Linked DNA regions of Mustela erminea: region 1 is linked to region 2. The links are chromatin contacts, called in public Hi-C maps. All regions are on one chromosome and are shown on one strand. The core of a region is the stretch at or near the end of the contact, and the rest is flanking DNA. Distances in the headings are between cores, read along the strand shown.

Region 1 (4,336 bases), core at 346-2,845, 46 kb before region 2:
CCTAGGTTGCCTCTTTACACATTCCTCTAACAAATATGCTTGCTTATGTTCCATTAGGGATGTGTCTGCAAGTTTTTTCCAGGGCACTATACCCAGGAGTAAGATTGCTGGCTCTTTGGGTATAGCATATTTAAATTCATGAAATAGAGTCAGATGGCTTCTAGAATGGTTCTACAAGTTTATACTACCCCCCTCCTGTGGTTGCCTTTTTCCCACATCCTTACCAACAACATATGAATTGTCTAACTTTTGCTACTCTAATGAACACAAAGTGATATCATGTTTTAATTGACATTGCTCAGAATGCTCCTAAGGTTGAGCATCTCTTCACACACCGGTGAGCCATTCTGATTTCTCTTCTGTGATTTCCTGATCTATCAGTTGTTCACTTCCCATTGGGTTTCTGGTCTTTCTCTTGTTGATCTGTGGGAGTTTCCTATACATTCCAGATAGTAATCCCGAGTCTGAGCAAACTTGATTCCTAAACACAGACTGCTCTAGAAATGGGCTTTTTCAATGGTTACACATATTCATTTCCTCTTTACTGTCCATTGATTTAAAAAAAACCCAACCGCCCTCTTATGGTGGAGCCATAGTTTCTGGCCTGTGAAGTCCACAGTCATGATAAGGGTCTGTGCAGAGGCGAGCCAGGGCTGACCTGGGCATACAAATAGAGGGGGGCATGATTTCAGGAGCTGCTGAAACTGTCTCATGACTGGGTAATACACAAAAAGAGAAAGGGGACAGAATTGGGGACAGCTGTTACCACTATCAACTTAATGGCCCCAAACATCACACGTGAGAGTTCTTAGTTCATGTGAAACTGAGCTGTTTTTTCTATAGTTTTTTTAAAAGATTTTATTTATTTATTTACTTGACAGACAGAGATCACAAGTAGGCAGAGAGGCAGGCCGAGAGAGGGGAGGAAGCAGGCTCTCTGCTGAGCAGGGAGCCCGATGCGGAACTCGATCCCATGACCCTGGAATCACGACCTGAGCCGAAGGCAGAGGCTTTAGCCCAGTGAGCCACCCAGGTGCCCCTTTTCTATAGTTTAAAGTTTCCATCTGCGATATTGGATGAGAAACAGGGTGAAGGGGGTAAAGCAAGCTGTGGTGATATAATCTGCTTTATTCATGATGACTACAACCTCTGTCTGGTTGAAGTGCGCCTTTGCTAGACCTAAAAGGCTCTCTTTCCTCAACAACCTGATACCAGCTTCTGTCACGAGCCCCGGCAGCTGCAGTAAGCTGTGGGCTCCCGTGTGTTATTTTTATCCTAAATACTCACAGGATCCCACTTGGTCACCAGTATGTGCGAAGAAGAGTCTGGGGACCTGAATGCTTCCATCTAGTTCACAGGGATGAATGCCACATGGGCAAGAAGAAGTGTTTTTAGTAAGTGGCCGTAAGGCTCTCGCGTGCCCTCAGAACAAGGGTCTTGAGTAAAAGTTGGATCGGAGAACTCAGCTGTGGCCAAGAAGCCTCAGCGGGCTTCCTATTCCTCTCTCTGAATCAGAGAGTTCATGACCCAACCAGCTGCATGGAGGAGGTCTGACCTTCTCAGAGAGGGTCATGATCCATACGGAGGTGGAAATAGAAGGGCAGAACTTGAGTCATTCATCCCCACCCAGCAACAGATCATTTCTCTCCCTGGGCTAAGCCAGCTGCCCTCAGACCTGGACTTCCCTCCCCTCCTCAGCACCACTGTCCGAATGATTTCTAAAACCCAGAGTCTGCCATAAACAACCTTGAGGTAGCCAGAGCTTATCTTCTCTGAGCCCCCTTTGACAGCAAGGTCCACACACTGCCCCTCAGGCCATCTCACCCAGCCCGAGGGGCGGGCGCCACCCTATCCCGGCCGCTTTCACCCCCCCAGCCCAGCAGAGGCCGCTAGAGGAATACGGATGGAGCCAGAGTTGGCCAGAGCAGGGAAGGAAGAACTCCCAACAGGGCCTAGGGGCTGGTGTGATAGTCTGTCCTTCAGAAGCTCAGTCCAAGCACCCAGCTGGGACAGCGCTCTGAGCCTCCTGCTTGGCACTCCCCTTATCCCTCTCACAAGTGAAGATAGGGCCAGAGTACTTGCATTTTATTATTTTTAAAAATATGTTTCCTATTTCCATTTTTATGGTTCCTGATTTTTTTTTAAAGATTTTATTTATTTATTTGTCAGAGAGACAGAGAGAGCGAGAGTGAGAGCGAGCACAGGCAGACAGAATGGCAGGCAGAGGCAAAGGGAGAAGCAGGCTCCGTGCCGAGCAAGGAGCCTGATGTGGGACTCGATCCCAGGACGCTGGGATCATGACCTGAGCCGAAGGCAGCCGCCTAACCAACTGAGCCACCCAGGTGTCCCCTGTGTTTTTTTTAATGACCCCCAAACTATTAAAATTGTGGCTTATTTCAAATATTTATACTTAGCAAATTAAGCCTTGTGATACCCCCACCCACTCCCTCCACACACATACTGTAACTTAATGGTACCATTCACAAGCTGTATGAAAAGAATTTACAGCACACTGCAGTGGTGGACGTGGTCTGGTAATGGGACATGCTGGGGATGCATGATTTCTGTTGATCCCAGTAAGTAAGACTGAGGGCAGCTCTGTGCCAGATACATAAGCCCCACATTTCAGGTCTGTATCTGAGGCCCTTCAAAAATGGGAGGTCCTAGCCAAATGGGCCTCCTAGTCCACTGTCTGCTCTCCACCCCTACCCTCCAAGAACCAGGCCACAGTGAAATATTACACTTAGTGCAGAGTGCAGAGGAAAGGGGGTTTCAGAAGTCACCGGTACCCCTCTTCCAGCTCCCAGCCTGTCACCCTTAGGTGAAGGAATGCACTCAGTGGGCTTCAGGAATATAGCTGATGCCAGGAGGGAGGTTCCTCTGCTCCCAGCTGCTCTCTGTACAAGCCTCTAGCCCCTGAAAACCTCCTGCTCTGGGCCATTATTCCCATCCCATAGGCCCCAGAGCCTTTTCCTGTGGTTGCATTGTTTTTCTCAGAGCAGGAAGTCTTCCTGGAAATTCTCCAGGAGTCCAACATCCTCCTCCTCACCCAGGGGACACTGGCCTCAGGCGTGCAGCCCACCCCACCCACCCCACCTCCGCTCTGGGCTGGGACATGAGGCCTGGATAACAGGAAGTTATCTTCCCAGAGACCTAGTATTTTGCCCTCAGAGTGCTCTGGCACCTCTCCTAAGCAACATTCAGAACAGCCCTTTGCAGTTGAAGAGAAAACAACAAATCATATTGCCACAGGGCTGCTTGTCTGAATGTCCGTTTTCTCATCTGGGACCTAGAAGCTGAGCACCATGAACCCTGGCACCACGCCCCCACCCCCTGCATCCCCTTCACCCCCACAAGATCTATGGCTTCTGCTCCGGTTCTCAGCACTTTCAACCTCTTCCTCTTTGTTCAACTGTCAGAATCCCCATCTCGTCTGGTTGGCATGGGAAATGATAAGGCTAATGGGAAAGACTGGTTGGACCCCAGTGTGTTCCCTGTCCTGGAAGGCTGTATTATAGACTAATAGCTCAGGGTATCCTAAGAGTCTATACAATGCTAGTCCTCCTGGATGTTCTTGAAAAATGGGATTCTGTGGTCAAATATGTTCGGGGGACATCAGATATGTATCTATGGTCCTTTATTCACAATGTTGAAGTTTTTAAAAAGTCCTGAAAACAAAGGCTTCATCACTCAGGGGTAAAACCTGACCTAAACGATGTGTAGTTTTTCTGATTCTTTATTTAACCTACTTGGCGTGACTGTCCATATGTTTTGTGCAGAAGTATTTGATTAGAGGGCCTCGTCCACTCTGCTGAGGAGGCTATGGAATAAATAGCATGTTCACTGTATTATCTTATTAAAATACGAAAAATCCCAAATTCTGAATACATCTGGCCACAAGGGTTTTAGATACTGGATTGTGAATGCATAGATCCCCTCTACTGGATATTTATCCTATCCATAGCATTTCGAGGCTCTGAGCAACCTTGTAGCCAAGAAACTAAACTTAGAGCATTCCCCAAACTTATTTGGCTACAAAACTCTTTGTTCCATTTCATATCTATTAATACCTCACAAAATTTCCATGTGGACACACGAGATGTTGAGAATTTAACTAACAGTGGCCTCTTAGATGTAGGAAAAGGTGGGTCTTCCGGAAAGCAATTAGATCCGAGGCCCTAGGGATAGTTTTTCCTTATTCTCAGGGCTAATGCTGTGGGCAAGACGCAAAACTGGCGTAGGGTAGACTGAGGCAAAACTTTGATGACTCATGTGGACTTGGGACAAGCACAGGGATGGCTAGAAAACCCAGTTAGGACAGACACATGTGTCAAGA
Region 2 (4,010 bases), core at 429-2,928:
ACAAGTGAGGGGGCCGAGGGAGAGGGAGAAAGAATATCCAGCAGACCCCTTGCTGAACACCTCTTGGTCTGTTGACCAAGTGTCCATCGCTTAACTGACTAAGCCACCCAGGCATCCTGAAATCTGGATTGTTTTATGTTAAAACCTCCCAAATGAAATTGTGCAAGTCAACAAAAACAGGCTGAAGGGCTGGATTTAGCCAACGGACCATCAGTTTGGGATTCTTGACCTAAACTAAGACTTCATCTTTTTACAACAATCCCCCAGGAGAGGAATACCTTGGCTAGAGAAAAGTGTTTAAGGCAGAGTTGGATGAGAAAGTTCTAAGAGTGAGACTCAGTGCTGCATGAAAATGACAGCTTCCAAGATGGGGAGTTAGGGAGGTCTCAGCGATGAGGAACACTGCTCTGAGGTCTGGCAGCTCCTGCCCCTGGCTCCCTGCATGCCTCCTCGTTTGAATACACCAGGTCCCCATGCAAAGTCTCAGAGCAGAGTCAGGCCCAGCAGCTGCCTATCCCAAACTGGTTCTGCAGCAAGAGTGACAAGCCAGGGCCTGCTGGCTGCAGGGTCCTCAGAATCAGACTCTCCCGGCTCCCAGTCACAGCCCTTCCCGGAACTGTAAGACAGCTGCCTTTCTGCACGATCTTAGCGTGGTGCAGGGAGAGGCCTCAAGAGTGTGTGTGTGTGAGGAGCTGGTTGGGGAGAGCTGTGAGCCCCCACCCCCAGCACCTCTAGTCAAGCCAACTTTCTAGGCAGTGATTCCAACTCAGCCACCTAAAGTGCTGACAGGAGGCACTGTCATCCTCTGTTGCATGGAGGAAGACACACCAGGCCCTAGAGGGGTGAGGGCTGCACCTGGCCGGGATGCCCAGACAGGCCCACGGGTGACAGGCTACACCTTATGCCCCAAGCTGTCTCCAGCCGTGTTTGCAGAGCCTGTGCTATTTTCGGTTCCTTTGTCATCACTGCAGGCAAACTGGACTGGAGGAGTCTGATTAGAAGGGAAAGAACCTGTTTAACAGAGCTGGGCTAGGGGAGGCTGCTTCCCTAGGTTGGCACCACAGCACCCTGCAGAAAAGCCTGTGTCACTGCCTCTGAGGCTCAGGCCTGGGTTAACAAGCAGCAACTTGACAGACAAAAGAGGCAAAGAGGAGGACTTTGAGGTTCAAGGGCCAGTGGCTTTAATGCCCGTCTTAGGAATAACCATGACAATAATAATACCTTATTATAAACGAGCTGGAAAGTATTTAAGTATCCTTCAGAGAGATGATCTTATTTGATCCTTACTGCAGTCCTTTGGGACAAGCAGGCATTACCCGTCCCACCTTAAATATAAGGAATCAAAAGACTCACCAAAGTCAAAGTGGCTTGCTCAAGGTCACAGTCTTAAGGAAGTGACAATGGCAGGGCCTGAAGTAATCGCAGCAGGGGGTTTTGGGAATCCAGCTTTGCACATCTAGAGGTCTTTGGAGGAAAGGGGACTGGGGTCGGGGGAGAGGGGGACTCCTGACCTCCTGCTGGGGGCCCCAGGACATGTGGTGCTTGGTGGTTCAGTGGCTGAGGAGGGGACCCTCCCACAGAGCCTGCTGGTGGTCTGCGCTACAGGACAGTCACAGCCAGCCTCGGGTAAGCTGCACCTCCTCTCTTAGCTGGTGGGTGAGAAGGGTTTTTCTCTTCCCCTCATGCCGCCCCCTGAGTCAGCTCGCTGGCATTGCCCTGGCATGTCCTGGGCCCCACGCCCAGGCAGTGAGAAGGAGCTGGCAGATTGCCCAGGGAATGCTGCTGTCTTCACTCCAGCCAAGTCCTAGTTAAGACCCCTTCCCGGAGGAAGCCCAACAATGGCTGCATTGGGAGCTTTGACTTGTAGGCATGGGGTGAATCTTCCTCACCCCTTGGACTTCCTGGCATAGATGGTATGGGGCACACGCCTTTACCTAAGGGCTGCAGCCTAGGACCGGATGCAGGGACCAAAGGCATTTTATAAACTGGCTGAGCCAGGCTGCCACCCCAGAGCCCTGCTTGGGTTTCTGGTCACATCCAAATAGCTAGGGAGGGAGTTGCTTTTGGACAGAAAAGGGGAAAAGAGAGCCAAGACTCCAGCCTGAAGCTGCCTCAGCTGTTTCTGGGGCTCTGACTCAGAAGCTGCTTCTCAGGAATGTTGAGCACATGGGCCTCTGAGCCCCTTGTCCAGGCACAGTGGAATGAACAGCTGGGGCATGGGGGCTGTTTTATCCTCCCCTCTGTTCTCTGAGGATGTCTCTCACAGAAAAACCCTACCAGGATAGATTGAGGGCTCATCTTGGAAGGTCCTGGTCTCCCTGTCTAGGAAGGAAGCCTCCCCGGACCACATCAGCCCCAGGGATCGACCCCAGCAATGAGTGTCCGTAGCCACCGATTTGTACTTGTCAAAATGCTTCGTTGCATGGGCGTCTGTCTCTTCCCCCTCTCTGATTATCTCATCTCCCTAACTGTTGCAACTCCTTGACTTCATGCTTCTGGGTAAAAAGAGATAACCTGAACATAATCTTCATTTGATAAATATATTGGTTGACAAATAATCTGAGAAAAAGGAACAAAGAAAAGAAAGAGGCAATGAAAAAATAGTGAGAAAACCTGCAGTCTGGGTCACACCCCAAAATCTGGGGACTCTCCTTTCCTTTCCAAGCAAAGCTCTCAGGTCACTTGGAAAAAGGAGAGAAGAAAAGCTGTGGAGAGGTGGCCTGGCATTTCCTTGCCCCAGTACCCACCCCAACCCCAAACACCCTCAGATCTGCCAAGATCTGCCAATGAGGGGGGCTCCACAGTGATTCTCCAAATGTGGACAGTTTCTTTTCTCTGCCTCTCACCTTTATTTATCTCATTTCTCTAAAGCAGGTAGATATCCCATGGGATAATCCACACCGAAATGAGACCCAAGGAGAACTAATCCTGGAACAGAAATCATGTTAGCCACTTAAAATACAATACAATGTTTTTAGGCTTGTCTGTGTACCTCCTTAGATCATAAGAGCTGGGAGGGCAGGAACAGAGTCTGTCTTGTTCACCAGGCTAGTCCCAGAATCTAGCACGCTGCGTGGTACACAGTAGGCGCTCAGTACAGTGCTCCGTGCATGTTGGTAGATTGAGCTAATTGAGGGGCATCTGGAGCCTGCCAGCAGCTGCCATCAGCACCTTTTATTTTGGAGCTAACTTATTCCAGGTCCGCGAATCTGAGGAACTATTGGAAGGAATTGGAGCCAGATGCACTGATAGGCTGTCTCTGGGCCTGTGGGCTCTCAGACAGATTTGGGACTGGAAATGACTCCTGGGGTGGGGTCTGCTGAGTAATCTACAGCCCTGATGTCTCTCTAAACCCGAGCCTACTGCGGCCTCTAGTGGACAAGCCGAATCACTGCCCTTTTGGGGGTGGAGGTCCAACTTTCTTATCTCTGTGCCCCAGGATCTTCAGGTTCTCCACCTGCAGGCCCAGGGTCAAGAGTATACACGATGGCACCACCAGCAAGACAATGAACCATATCATAACAATAGATCAGACATGGACCGGACCAATCCATTAAAAAGCACCCTTTACGTCCAGTACATAGTCGTCTGATAAAAGCATGAGGAGGGAAGAAGAGGGAGACATGAGAATAAGTAAGGACTCCGCCCTTAAGAAACCTATGCTTTAACCAGAAGGCCAAACTAAAATTTAAAACAAGCAAACAGCGAGCCTGTCATCAGGTGCCAAACATTTCAAGAGCTGAGTTCAGAGGACTAGCTTAACTTCTCTGTGCCTCAGTTTTCTCATCTGTAAAATGGGGATATAAAATTTACCTTGCCAAAAAAAAAAATTTACCTTGCAGAGTTGTACGAAAATTATAATAAGACGACGAGGGAGAAACGTGGCATTGTGTTTCTTGCTGTTATTCAAGTAATCTACGTTCAGCATAAAAAAAATTTAGAAAGCAAACCTAAGGAAGAGGAAGAAGTTCACACTGATACCACAATCAGAGATAAGTACTATGAACCTA

The links. Hi-C and Micro-C count contacts between places; a contact is called where the count stands out from the background.
Region 1: a contact with region 2 is called in a Hi-C map of fibroblasts, with 5 times the contacts expected there. The contact joins two enhancer-like sites. A contact is called at or near these places in 3 of 3 Hi-C or Micro-C datasets (fibroblasts, skeletal muscle and spleen).

What each region holds. Positions count from the first base shown.
Region 1 is chr14:39,782,245-39,786,580 of mMusErm1.Pri, reverse strand. No RefSeq gene overlaps it. Among named protein-coding and RNA genes, the nearest start is that of PLAU, 26 kb to the right of the region's middle. Within about 2 kb of position 1,595, the one cell type or tissue checked has open chromatin away from gene starts, as enhancers often do. A contact at or near this core is called in fibroblasts, where this site is marked.
Region 2 is chr14:39,736,644-39,740,653 of mMusErm1.Pri, reverse strand. All of the region lies in intron 1 of LOC116573240 (a long non-coding RNA gene), which reads right to left. Among named protein-coding and RNA genes, the nearest start is that of CAMK2G, 11 kb to the right of the region's middle. Within about 2 kb of position 1,678, the one cell type or tissue checked has open chromatin away from gene starts, as enhancers often do. A contact at or near this core is called in fibroblasts, where this site is marked.